2 separate regions of the Ovis aries genome follow, and region 2 is linked to region 1. The links are chromatin contacts, called in public Hi-C maps. All regions are on one chromosome and are shown on one strand. The core of a region is the stretch at or near the end of the contact, and the rest is flanking DNA. Distances in the headings are between cores, read along the strand shown.

Region 1 (6,660 bases), core at 3,383-5,882:
AAATGCAAAAAGGCAAAATGGTTGTCTGAGGAGGCCTTACAAATAACTGAAAAGAAGAGAAGCTAAAGGCAAAGGAGAAAAGGAAAGATATAAGCATCTGAATGCAGAGTTCCAAAGAATAGCAAGGAGAGATAAGAAAGCCTTCCTCAGTGATCAATGCAAAGAAATAGAGGAAAACAACAGAATGGGAAAGACTAGAGATCTCTTCAAGAAAATTAGAGCTAGCAAGGCAACATGTCATGCAAAGATGGGCTCGACAAAGGACAGAAATGGTATGGACCTAACAGAAGCAGAAGATATTAAGAAGAGGTGGAAACAATACACGGAAGAACTGTACAAAAAAGATCTTCATGACCCAGATAATCACGATGGTGTGCTCACTCACCTAGAGACAGACATTCTGGAATGCAAAGTCAGGCGAGATTTAGGAAGCATCACTACGAACAAAGCTAATAGAGGTGATGAAACTCCAGTTGAGCTATTTCAAATCCTAAAAGATGATGCTGTGTAAATGCTGCACTCAATATGCCAGCAAATTTGGAAAACTCAGCAGTGGCCACAGGACTGGAAAAGGTCAGTTTTCATTCCAATCCCAAAGAAAGGTTAATGCCAAAGAATTCTCAAACTATCACACAATTGCACACATCTCACACGCTAGCAAAGTAATGCTCAAAATTCTCCAAGCCAGGCTTCAGCAGTATGTGAACCATGAACTTCCAGATGTTCAAGCTGGATTTAGAAAAGGCAGAGGAACCAGAGATCAAATTGCCAACATCCGCTGGATCATTGAAAAAGCGAGTTCCATAAAAACATCTATTTCTGCTTTATTGACTATGCCAAAGCCTTTGACTGTGTGGATCACAATAAACTGTGGAAAATTCTGAAAGAGATGGGAATACCAAATCACCTGACCTCCCTCTTGAGAAATCTGTATGCAGGTAAGGAAGCAACAGTTAGAACTGGACATGGAACAACAGACTGGTTCCAAATAGGGAAAGGAGTACATCAAGGCTGTATATTGTTACCCTGCTTATTTAACATATACGCAGAGTACATATGAGAAATGCTGGACTGGATGAAGCACAAGCTGGAATTGAGATTGCCGGGAGAAATATCAATAACCTCAGATATGCAGATGACACCACCTTTATGGAAGAAAGTAAAGAACCAAAGAGCTCCTTGGTGATAGAGAGTGAAAAAGTTGGCTTAAAACTCAACATTCAGAAAACTAAGATCATGACATGTGGTCATCACTTCATGGCAAATAGATGAGGAAACAGTGGAAACAGTGAGACTTTGTTGTTTGGAGCTCCAAAATCACTGCAGGTGGTGACTGCAGCCATGAAAGTAAGACGCTTGCTCCTTGCAAGAAAAGTTGACCAACCTAGACAGCATATTAAAAAGCAGAGATATTTCTTTGCCAACAAAGGTCCGTCTAGTCCAGGCTATGGTTTTTCCAGTAGTCATGTATGGATGTGAGACTTGGACTATAAAGAAAGCTGAGCACCAAGGAATTGATGTTTTTGAACTGTGGTGTTGAAGACTCTTGAGAGTCCCTTGGACAGCAAGGAGATCCAACCAGTCCATCATTGGAAGGACTGATGCTGAAGCTGAAACTCCATACTTTGGCCACCTGATGTGAAGAACTGACTCATTGGAAAAGATCCTGATGCTGGGAAAGACTGAAGGCAGGAGGAGAAGGGGATGACAGAGGATAAGATGGTTGGATGGCATCATCAACTCAATGGACGAGTTTGAGTGAAGTCTGGTAGCTGGTGATGGACGGGGAAGCCTGGTGTGCTGCAGTCCATGGGGTCACAGAGTCAGACACGACTGAGCAACTGAACTGAACGTGTAATCCTTGTATCTAGATAAGCAGTCTTTACACACCAGTCCATGAATAGGCTTTCAGGAATGGTTCATAAACATCCTGAAATTATATGCAGATTGGTTCCCTACATGATGATGTTCTTGCGTGCTCAATGTGCAACTCTTTGCAACCTTATGGACTGTAGCCTGCCAGGCTCCTCGGTTCCTCGGATTTTTCCAGACAAGTATACTGGAGTGGGTTGCCATTTCCTTCTCCAAGGGATCTTTCCAACCCAGGGACAGAGTCCACATCTCCAGCATTGCAGGTGAATTCTTTACTGCTGAGCCACTAGGGACGACATAGATCAAGATGTGGTGTACACACACACACACACACACACACACACACACACACCATGGAGTATTACTCAGCCATAAAAAGGAACGGATGCCATGTGCAGCAACATGGATGGACCTAGAAATTATCCTACTGAGGTAAGCCAGCTAAAGACAAATATGATATTGCTTATATACGGAATCTAAAAAAGTGATACAAATTAACTTCTTACAAAACAGAAATAGACTCACAGACATAGGAAACAAACCAGGGTTAGGAAGGGGAGATGTGGGGGTGGGGCATAAATTAGGAGTTTGTGATTAACATATACACAGCACTGCTATACACAAAATAACCAACTAAGGACTTACTGTATAGCACAGGGAACTATGCATACATTTAAAAAGCATTCTTGATAGATTACATAAAAGGACAATTTTTTTAAAAGCATTTATTGATCTGATTGCTCCCAGAGGTGGAAATACTCTACAACTCAGAAATCATATTAGTGTTTAGTACCAGAAACTGTAAGAAAACACTTCAATTCAAACCCAACATTTCTACAGCTTTGCTTTCTTCACGGCTCTATTCTTCAAGACTTCCTCAGTGGCCGCCAAGAACGTTCCCACCTCTTGATTCTGCGTGAACGCATGCTAACTTTCTTTGCGCTTTCAAGTGTGGACTAAAACATATAGCCACACCCTGAAAGCAGACAGTTATTTTATTTGGTGGGATGTTTCGGACTCCCAGCCCAGGAGACAGCATCTCAATAGCTCTCAGACAACTGCTCCCAAGAGGCAGGAGGGAAAGTCAGGCTATACACAAGTTTGCAACAAAAGGAGCAGGCAAGTCTGAACATCAAAGACCAGGTATCACTGAATTCACTCCCTTCATAAGCACCTCAGCCATCTGGAACCAATCCTGTTTCCTCATTCACTTTGTTTCTTATACTTCTTGTTTATTAATAACGCAGGAGATGTTTTCATTTCACACATTTCGTGTCCAACTCTCTGCGATTCCCCTAGAATTCTCCAGGCCAGAATACTGGAGTGGGTAGCCTTTCCCTTCTCCAGAGGATGTTCCCAACCCAGGGATGGAAGCCTGGTCTCCAGCACTGCAGGCAGATTCTTTAAAAGCTGAGTCACCAGGAAAGGCCAAGAATAGTGGAGTGAGTAGCCTATCCCTTCTCTAGGGGATCTTCCCAACTCCAGAATCCAACTGGGGTCTCCCTCATTGCAGGCAGATTCTTTGCCAGCTGAGCTACCAAGGAAGCCGGTATTTCACACAAGTAAATCATAAACCCTGCCTGGAGGAAAAAATAAGGTTAAGAACCATGGTTCATAAGAACGTTCCTTTTCTGAAGCAATTTTTGCTGACTAGTAACGGATCTAATTCCCATAGCGACCTATTAACTGTAAGGCAAGGAGCGTTTAAATTGCTTTGTACAAATTTATTCATTCTCTCACAGCTCTGTTTGGAGAAGGTAATGGCAACCCACTCCACTATTCTCGCTTGGAGAATCCCAGGGACAGAGGAGCTTGGTGCGCTGTCGTCTCTGGGGTCTGTTGGTAAAGTATCCGCCTGCAACGCAGGAGACCCATTTCGATTTCTGGACTCTATCGTCCATGGGGTCGCAAAGAGTTGGATACGACTGAGCGACTTTCACTTCATTACTGTACATGGTACCGCACTACTCAGGCAAAAGCATACGAATACACCTCTTGACCCTGGACAGTCGTATCTGTCCCACAGTTTAAAAAAACGCGTTTGCAGACGTCATCTTCGTTGATACCGACTAGCGGTGCAAAACGGCAAGTCCCTTCGCCTCTATGGCACCCACCGCGGAAAGGAAATACAAGCTGGCCGCGGAACAGAGGACGTCCGCTTCTCTCGTCCACGCCCGCGACCTTCCCTCCCGGGCTCCGCGAGTCCCAGACCTTCCGAGCATCCGCGGCCGGCGCGACGCAGGCACGTGGGGCAGCTCTCGTCCACGGCTGAGGCACCGAGCTCCCGAAGTGACGCTACCCGAGTTCACTCAAGCCTCCGGGGGACACGACCGCTCCCTTCTCCGAGCTCCAGCATCCCACCCGCACACCACGAGCGCCCGCCACGCGCCCCTACAGCCTCCGCTCTCCCACGCGCCTCCGGAACCCCGGCCGCGCCCACAACCAGCAGCCAACCGCGCGCGACCGCCTCCAACGCGGACGGCGCCCACACGCGGCCGACGCGCACAAGCCCCGCCCCCCGGGGCGGACTTCCTGCCGGAGCCAGAGCGTGGGTTGTGCGCTTGCGCGCGCGCATGCGAAAGACGGGGAACGCGCCTTCGGCGACGGTTTTTTTCCAAAGCAGTTGGGCGCATGCGCTGCGAGAGGCCCGGCCGCTGCCGTGGGTAGTGCTGCCAACCGAGGCTCCGGCGCGCTTGCGCAGTAGCTGGACGCGGGCGTTTCTTTCCTCCCTTTTTTTTTTCGAATTGATCGGGAGGGCTCGATTCGAGTTACAAAATGGCGGCCTGAGGTGTGTGGGGCCCTGTTCTCTCAGCCGTCTCCTGCTGAACGGACGGCTTACCTCCCCTCACTGCTCAACGCAGAGAAACGAGAGCCCCCCAACCCCGAAGGACATGCTGTTTGAGACTCAGGGGTTGCCGATCACCGAATCCTTCGAGGCTCTCAGCACACCAGAAACGACCGCGCGCCGCTTCAGACCCGAGTGCCGCGGCCGCCACCTCGCACCTGCTCGCCGCTGCGCACCCCGGCTTCGCCGCGCCCGCAACCCAGCGAGGGCCGCCGCAGCCACCGGAGAGGTGAGGGGCGGGCCGACTGGGCGGCACGGAAGGGGCGGGCGCCGGGTCTAAGAGAAGGAAGCCGGGCTCCGGGTGCCGGACCCGGGCCTGAAACGAGGAGCCCGAGGAGGGTGGAGCGCGGTGCGGGGCGCCGGCTGGGGACGCGGCGCTCGAGGGAGCGGAGGAGGGTGGGGCGCGGTGTCGGCCGCGACGCACCCCGGCGGGGTGTTTGTGAGGCCGGGCTCGGGGCCGGCCTGTCGGGGCTGCGGTGTCCGACTTGGGGACGGCCGGGCCCGGGCGCGGGGCCCCTGCGGCCCCGGCGGAGGCGGGAGCCGGAGAGGCGAGGGGCCGTCCTGGCTCGGTGTGTTCCCTCGCGCTTCTTTCCGGTGCTCGTCTCGCTGCGCTCCTTCCACCACCCTCCTCCTGTACTGCAGCCACAGGCCCCTGATCACTTGACTCCGTTCGATTAAGAAGCAATGTTCGAGGATTCCGTTTTCCCCGAGCGTTTCAGTCTCCGGGGGCCGGCCCCAGGTTCCATTTTTCCTCCGGGGATCACGGTGTCAAGTATGTTCCAATCTGTTCCCGTCTTAGAGTAGACCGACGTGGACCGAAGTCACCCCAAGGTGGGGCAGCCCGCGGTGGCAGAGATCACAGAATTCCCTGAGCAGGCACGCATGAAGTTTCCCCAGTTACCGAAAGTTTTCGATTTTCCTGTCCCGAGGTATGCCTCATACCCAGTAATCATGTCATGATTTGGTGCCTCCTAAACCACAAGCCCACATTTTTTTTTTTTTACGTTCTTAGATCTTAACACTGAAAGACTGGAGGTGCCAGGCTTTGTTCTAAGTACGTTACCGGCACTTTTCCCCTTTTTCAAAGAAATGTGATTGTCTGAAGTACCATGCTTTGAAATAAAACATGGATTTGGTAAAGTCTTGTTTAGAGCCCGGTTCATAATTCAAGTTAATTTTGTTTTTCCACACTGCAACCTTCAAGTTAGGGAGGGAAGGTATTTTAGAGCCTTTGTTTCTGACAGAGCTTTTCTCTTTGAAAAGATATATTGAGTCCTACCTCGGTTCCAGCCACTCCTCTAAGCTAAGCTTTTTGTTTATAAATTTCACAGCACCTCCCTGTTGTGAAGTAAAGAAATGGAGGCACAAAAATGAAATAATTTGCCCAAGGTCTTCAACAACACCATGGCAAAACTGGATGCTAACATTTTGTAGTTTTCTCAATTTTGCAGTGTCCCAGATCTCTGATTCTAGATCGTCTATTGTGGAGGGGGGCGGGTTTTGAGGTACCTGAGTGAGTGAAACAAAGATACCTGCCCTCTGGTTATTCTTTGATTTGATAAAAATGGAGATTGGATAAATATGGAATAGGAAATGAATTGGCTGTGTTAATTTAGGTTCTTTGACTATGCCGGTTGTCTTCAGTTGTGGCTATGGGTTAGGTGTTAATAGTTTTAACACTTAAAAGTTTTTGCACTTTCAGCTCCACTCCTTTTTGCCTGTTAATAACTAGTTAGGTTATCAAGTTAATAGCAAAAATAGACTATTTAAGTTTCTCCCCTCTTCTGCCCTCTGGTGGAGGTGTTAGTTACTGAATGGGAAAATGGCCCGAAAGAACCCACACAGAGGCCTGGCCTCTGAACAGTTAAAGTTTACTAAGAATTTATGCGGAAGGGTACCTTGTTTGTTTTCTGGATGACAAGATTAATAGCAAAACTTGACCG
Region 2 (7,334 bases), core at 3,846-6,345, 130 kb after region 1:
CCCTTTGCTGAGGCTCATATGGCCCCACAGAAGCACCTAGAGAACAGATGTGTTGTGGAGGGAGGCAGAGCTAAGTAGATGAGGGGCTTGGGGTGGATCAAGATGAAGGTTGTGGTGGTGGTGGTGGTTTAGTTGCTAAATCATATCTGACTCTTGGCAGCCCCCTGGACTGGCCCGCCAGGCTCCTCTGTCCGAAGGATTTCCAAGGCAAGAATACCTGGGTTCGTTGCATTTCCTTCTCCAGGGGATTTTCCACACCCAGGGGTTGAGCCTGAGTCTAGTGCTTGGCAGGTGGGTTCCTTGCCACTCTGCCCCCAGGGAAGCCTCTGACTGGAGGAATAAGACCTTAATGAACAAGGTCCTCAAGCAATTAGAATCTGAAGTGAGAAGAATCCCACTTTGTTCCTTGAGGCCCCATGCCCTTGGCCCTTTCCTGAATTACTGCTTTCACTGTCCCCCTGAGTGCGTTGTAGACCAGCTCAGAGCTGAAGGAAAGTGGGCGTTGATCAGTGAAAGAAGAGTGAGGGAGGTGTTTGGAGTAGGGAAGACTGGAATGGAGGAAATTGGGAAGCTTACAGTGTGATGGCGAGGGGCAGGAAAGAGGTGGGCCAAGGGGGTCAGGACCAAAGCAGGTGGATCTGGGGGCTTCCCCGGTGGGTCAGTGGTAAATCTGCCTGCAAGACAGGAGACCCGGCTTTAGTCCTTTGGTCAGGAGGATCCCCTGGAGAAGGGAATGGCAACCTACTCCAGTGTTCTTGCCTGCAGAATTCCTTGGACAGAGGAGCCTGGCGGGCTACAGTCCATGGGGTCACAAAGAGTCACACGTGATTGAGGCAACTCAGTACAGCAGAGAGGATTTGGTGCTGGAAAGGAGTGGGAGGCCCATTGAGGGGTTTGAGGAGCAGAGTGAAAATAGATTTTGTGGTTTTGAACAGTCGCTGCGTCTGGTGCGGGAGAATTGGTTGGAGGGAGCAAGACCACAGGAAAGGTGGGAGGTGACCTGGACCAGGGTGTTGCCAGCGAGGACCTCACGCATGGCTGGCTTCGTCAAGTCTAGACCCAAAGACCAGTCCTGCTCTTCCTGTTTCAGCCCACAGTTTTCTGCCTGGGGACTGGCGTTGGGAACTTGCTAGTCTTTTTAGGGGAGGTTTGGTCCTCTGCCTCTAGGTCACCTAGGACTTCATCAGGGTGACTGTGTGTGTGTCAGGGTGAGTCCAGCCTCCACGCAAGAGATGGACATGGGGCACAGTGGGTGGGCGGGTGGGGAGGAGAGGCTGGGTCTCAGGAGTGGAACCAGATCGTGGATTTGGCTTATTAGCTGGGCGTGGGGGCCCTGAGAGTTCAGGTGTGCTGTCAGAAATGTCACTTTGGAGACTGGGACCAGAGGGGCTGAAACCGGAAGCAGGGTGGCTGTCAGAAGTCTAGAGAAGTCGAGCGGACCACAAGGCGTGGCAGAGGGTGTGGGTTAGAGAGCGATATGAAAGAGAAAGGCACATGACTTTTGTGGAGGTCTGGGCTTGCGTGAGGGGCAGGGAGACTCCCAGTATGATAGCAGAAGTCTCTGCGATGATGGCGATGTTCTGTGTTGGTGCCCTCCAGTAAACTCGACCGTGGGGTTGCGTGGAGTTAAGGAACTTACAATGAGACTAGTGTCACTGAGGAACTGAATTTAACTGTTATTTAATTTTAATTGAATAAACCCAGGAAGAATACCCACTGCCTGCATGGGTGTAGGGGAATCATACTGTCGTAGGCTTTGCTAGTTTAAGTGTTAGCTTTTGTCATGTTCCAGCAACCCTGAGATACAAGGTAAAGGAAATGCGCAGCTCGGAGAAGCTGAGTAACTGACCCCTATTTGAAGTCGTTCAGCCGGTACACTCGGTAGTCAGGACTGAACTCTGGGCTGGATCCTACTTCCTCCTGCAAAGAGCCTCCAGGTCTCTTTCCTGGGAGAGTGAAGTCCTCTGCAGAGGTGGCTTTGTTTCCTGGCTGAGCCCTCCTTATCTGTCTCTGCTAAAGTTAACACAGACAATTGTGTGATAAGCTAGAGGCAGGGACCCAACAAAGCTCTTGTGAGCTGGTTGTTTTGCCCGAGGCTGCTTCTTGCTGCCTCTGAATCTTCCTGTTGGTGGCTGTTTCCTTCAGCATTCCTGGAAAATGAATGGAGCAAGGAAATAGGTGAACCTGCAGACCAGGCACGCTTTGTGGTTTGATATTTGTAAAGTGGAAGTATTTGTTGTTCATTCGTGTCCAACTCCTTGCAGCCCGCTAGGCTGCTCTATCCGTGGGGTTCTCCAGGCAAGAACACTGGAGTGGGTGGCCATCTCCTTCTCCGGGGGATCTTCCTGACCCAGAGATCCAACTAGGATATCCTGCATTGCAGGCAGATTTCTTTACCATCTGAGCCACCAGGAAAGCCCTGATATTTGTGAAGGTTTGGTAGTAAAAAGAGCTACAGATTAGTGCCTTATGTGAACTTTGGGGGTCACAGTGACCAGGTGGTGCCTGGGATAGTGGCAGGATTATGGGGCTTGGGGCAGGAGTGAATATAGCTTGTCCCCTGACTTCCTGGGGAACTTTTACCAAGACACTGTCTCTCAGTCTCAATTTTCACATTTGTAAAGTAGGGTATTTGACATTCCAGAACCTTTAAGACTCCTCCAGCTCTGCAGTTCTATAATTTTAGATTTCACTGGAGGTTTACTTTCTATTAATAGAAGATCTTTTATTCCTCTTGGGATGGATAAATGCTGGTGGTTCAGCATGCCTTTAGCCTCTGTACTGGTACATTTTTACCATTATTGGCTTATTATTGAGTAACATGTCTCTTTGAGTTGTACAGCATGTCACATCCGATGGACAGACTGTTACGAACGCTTCAGCTGTTGGCAGTGTTCCTAGTAAAAGGTCAGGTGTATTTGTTTGCCATCTGAGCCGCACTGATGTTTGGAGAAAACTGGGACGAGTAATGTATCACGGTGATTGGTCTCTTGAAAGGGTTTTACGTCAGCCTTGGCCAGGTGAGAGGTAATGCGAGCCACGTCACAGGGCCGTGGGGAGCTCTGAATGAGATCGCGCTTGTAAGTGCTTAGTGTTTGCCCTTGGATCTATCGGCCGTAGAAGGTGTCAGTAATTCGCGCTGCTGTTTGAACTAAACGGTGACCTGTACGTTTTTCGTTAGTGGTGGCTTTTGTTGTTTTCTCGGTTTGAGCAGATGAGCCCAGGCTACTCTGGAGTTGCTTTCAAGAAGCAAACGAACACGTTTCGATCACTACAGAATAAGAATTTTTTTCTACAGTTTATGTTGACTGAATAAAAAGCGTTTGGTTAAGTAGCATGTTTTCAAATTGAGGTTTTGTATTTCCTGAAACGGGCGGGGGGGGGGGGGGGCGCGGAACAGCTCATCCTGGAGACCTCTGACTAGTAATGGCTAGGTCCAGTGGTCGGGTTTCACCAGAGTCCAGATTAGATGAGTATGTCGTTATGGAGAAGCAGTGCTAAAGTGAAAGCCTGCGGATGCTGAGGGAGAGAGCTGGCTGCCCGCATGGTGACGGTAGTAGATAAACGTCTTCAGGTCACGTGCCTTTCAGGTCCTTGGCTCGCTTAAAATCTTCAGGAGCATCCAGTCAGTGATGGGGATGACGGCATTCCCTTTTGACAGATTTGGAAACTGAGGTTCAGAGAGTGGTGGTGCTTCTGGTCTCCGGATCCTGTTTTCTCCACCGTGGCCCTGGGCATTGTGGTTTCAGGGCAGGCCTCTCCTTTGCAGTTCTGGAAGCTTGGTTTTTGTCCTTTTGCAGCTCGTTTTCAGCTCAGGTGAACCTAATTAGGCCAGCCAAACTCGTCACAAATAACCTCTGTCAGGCAGATTCCAGATAATTCATTAGTGCTTGAAAACTTCCTCCTGTTGCCCAGTGATTTCTGCTTCTGTGGCCCCCTCCCAGGTCAGCTGGGGGAACCAGATTGCTGCAAAAAAGGCAGTCTGTGGGAGTCAGGTTAGACTGAAGGGCCTGAGGATGCTAACGGCCAGGTGAGGCAGGTGCTCTGCCAGCAGCTGACGGGAAGGGCTTGCTTTGTGGCCGGAGGCCTGCGGACCCACCTGGGTGTAGTCACCGGGTTTGGCCTCCTGTAAGGACATTCCAGTCTTTAGGAACCACACAGGGATAACACTCAGGTGTCACTTCCAGGCCTGCTGTCCCCTGGGATGTTGAGGGTAAGAGCTTGCTGTGTTGCCTCTTCAGGCCTTCATCAGAGTCAAGTTGTTAGTAGTCAAAGGGGCGTGACTTTTTCCCACAAATTCTGGGGGCATCTTATTCCATCACCCTTTGGATTGGGAACATGAATTCAAAGCCAACATGTAGAGATTTTCATGAATATTTGTGATGTTCCGTCCCTTCCTGTGTAAGAGGAATGTATTCTGAGCACGTTTACCACATGCCCACTTATCTCTCTGCTCCTTTATACTGCTCAAGAGCCATGTGATAATTCATTTATAGAAAAAAATTGACTTTTGCTAAGGATATTTTTCATGATCCCACAGATTTGAAACTTCTGTTTCATGGTTTGTACTTGAGCGAAGGTGTAATTTGTCATAGAAAGTGATTTTAAGTTTTTTATTATGCTGCTTGTAATAAAGGGCTTCCCTGGGGGCTCAGTGGTAAACAATCTGCGTGCCAGTGCAGGAGACACAGTTCTGTCCCTGGGTCGGGAAGATCCCCTGGAGAATGGAATGGCAGCCCACCCCACTATTCTAGCCCGGAGAATCCCATGGATAGAGGAGCCTGGTGGGCTGCAGTCCATGGGGTCGCAGAGTCGGACACGACTGAGCGACTACAACAACAACTTGTAATAAAATACTGTCCTTGACAAGCATTTTCTCCCTCACCCTCAAAACTGTGACTCGTTCACTCACTGATTCATGCTTTTTCTTCATTTCTCTCTTTATCGTGATACTCTCGTCTTCTGCCCGTCCCTCTCCTCTTTCTGGTGATGTATGGAGTGTCTCAGGGGTCAGCACCTGGGCCAGGCTCAGCTGGACTCTGGCTGGCCCAGCTGGTGTTGCTCTCTATTGGTAGCTGTCCTGGAGGCTAGACCCGGTTGAACGAGGCTGAGTTCCACTCCAGGAGAGCAGGCTCCAGTGTCAGTGTGTTTATCACATACCTGCTTGCTTGTTTGCCGACATCCCGTTGGCCAAAGAAGTCATATGACCATCCCGGCGTCAGTGCGAGGGGCTGACTGTCCCAGGGCCAGGGGGCCAGGGGCACAGGGAGGGGAGGGCTTCACTCGGCACGTGGAGTTAGGGGGCTGGGAAGCCGGGCTGCTTTGCTGGCTCCGAGGAGCTAGTTTGGTGTGTGTGGTTTGCTGTGTTCTGTGTTAGATTCCGATGAACGTTTATTTAGGGTGGAGCATAGACATTCAGCGAGTAAGGTGGTCTCTGACTACTCTGCAGTTCATTCATAAAATGCTCATAATGTCAAATTTAAGCAGAAAATATCCTATTCAAACTTCTATTCATGACTTTGGATAAAAAGGACAGGAACTGCTTATACAGATCTGTGTTGGGGCTGGATTTGGCTCTCAGAAAACGCTGTTAGGTCCTTGAAAGAAGGAATGGGTTGCTATGATGACTGGGCATTGGGCCTGCAAACTGTGGTGACGACATGATCACCAGGGAAACCGAAAGATGCGGCTCCTGAAAGGTCTCTGGAGGCTTTGGAGGCTTTTGTTACCGTCGTAGTCTGGGAGCTGATGGGCTTAGAGAATGATGCTGGGGTTGGGGGAGGAGTGCCAGAGGCTCGCCGTCCTGTGGAGACTTCTAGGATCCGGGTATTCAGTGCTGCAGAGATCTCCTGCTTGGCCCTGGGTTTAAAAACAAGGCGAGATTGGGGTACTTTCTAAAGTCACTGTGGGGTTTGGCTCTGGTAATCATGCTGCTGAAAGAACAGGAAATGAGGTAATGTCTTTAAACATGTAGTGTTACAATGAACTGTGAATGTCTAAATATGGGCAGCTATGCAGTTCATCACTGCAGAGTTACTGTGTTGAGACTTAATGTGATCGGGTACTTCCTGTGTTGGCGGGTGTGATCCTTAAAGGTAGCTGGCAGCGTTTGAGTCTGGAGGCTCATCTGCCTGGACGTGCTGGGGAGCTGGCTCCAGGCCTGCATCACCTCCTCCTCCAGGAGGAGGGCGAGGTCTGAGCGCCTAAGCCAGCAGCCGGCCGCCCAGGAGCACCCGCCCTCGCCTGTTACCGAAGCACTCAGTGCCCGCAGCGATGGTTTGTTCTCTAGGGAAACTTGGAAATCACTTCATTTTGGAGTTAAGTCCAGCCCACAAAAGTGTGATTGGTTCGCACTCTTCTGCAGAAGTGCACCTGTAGCATTTAGGGTTTCAGTTTGCATATAAAGGAGCACCAAGAGCAGCTGAACAGTAATCGAAAGAACAGGAGATAGGTTTCTAGAGTTCTCCACAGTGGTGACAGTTTAGGGCATGTGACTTCTGCAGTCACTGGGCCCCCAGTGACTGTTCAGACAATATTCTAAACTGTCATGTAGAGCAGGGTGAGATAAAAGACTCCATCCCAGGTGCCAGTGAGCATCTCGGATTGACTCCTCTCGTAGGATGGAGCGGGAAGGACCCTGAGCTCCCTCCTGAGGGGGGAAGTTGGAAAGCCTTTGTGGTGCCCGAGCTCTCTGACTCGGGTTTGAGTCCTGAGCACTTTTTCTCTGAGAGGTTCCCGAGCTTGCAGAACTTGCTCTGTTAGCAAGGCTTCCTGTTGTGTAGCTGTTAACACTGAGGGCTGGTGAAGAGCTAGGCCAGTCACTGAAATCGCCAGGCTGGGGCCCAAGGTCGCTTATACTTAGGATTATCAGGCGCAGTGGGAAACCTCAGTATTTCCCCTTTCCTCAGAAAATATCCAGCAGCGAAAACAAAAACGGACCAAGCTGACCTTTGACGACTCGGGAGGAGTTAGGGCCCAGCAGCGCCCGGGCACGGGGGTGGGCGCCAGGGGGCAGCACTGAGCTCGCCCGCAGGCCCGCCCCAGCATCTGGGGAAGGCCCCTGGCGCCTGGGGAGGCCTGGCCCACTGGGCCCTCTACCCGGGGTGGGGGATGCCCACAGGGCCCTGCACAGGTCTGGGTCCATTTCAGGGGATATTCTTAGGATCCTCTTTAAAGTCTAACGATGCTCCTAGATTGATTAAGCCTTGTTTCCTTGAAAATCATTTTTAGTGGCCCAGTTCTGAATGAGGGGGGAGGAAAAAAGATCACGCATGTGGAAGGGTGGTTTTCAGGTAGTGCTAGTTGGGCTGTGCCCAGCAGGCACTTAGGCATTC

Evidence for each region. Hi-C and Micro-C count contacts between places; a contact is called where the count stands out from the background.
Region 2: a contact with region 1 is called in a Hi-C map of liver, with 2.0 times the contacts expected there. The contact joins the enhancer-like site here to the promoter of NUP50 in region 1. A contact is called at or near these places in 3 of 16 Hi-C or Micro-C datasets (blood, hypothalamus and liver).

The regions. Positions count from the first base shown.
Region 1 is chr3:221,478,391-221,485,050 of ARS-UI_Ramb_v3.0, forward strand. NUP50 (nucleoporin 50) reads left to right here and starts at 4,633. Exons shown (of 9, transcript XM_042247872.1): 1 at 4,633-4,946; 2 at 5,517-5,646. The coding sequence starts at 5,600.
Region 2 is chr3:221,607,961-221,615,294 of ARS-UI_Ramb_v3.0, forward strand. The region is part of intron 1 of FAM118A (family with sequence similarity 118 member A); the gene reads left to right. Among named protein-coding and RNA genes, the nearest start is that of FAM118A, 4.7 kb to the left of the region's middle. Within about 2 kb of position 5,096, at least 33 of the 54 cell types and tissues checked have an H3K27ac peak or open chromatin away from gene starts, as enhancers often do. A contact at or near this core is called in hypothalamus and liver, where this site is marked.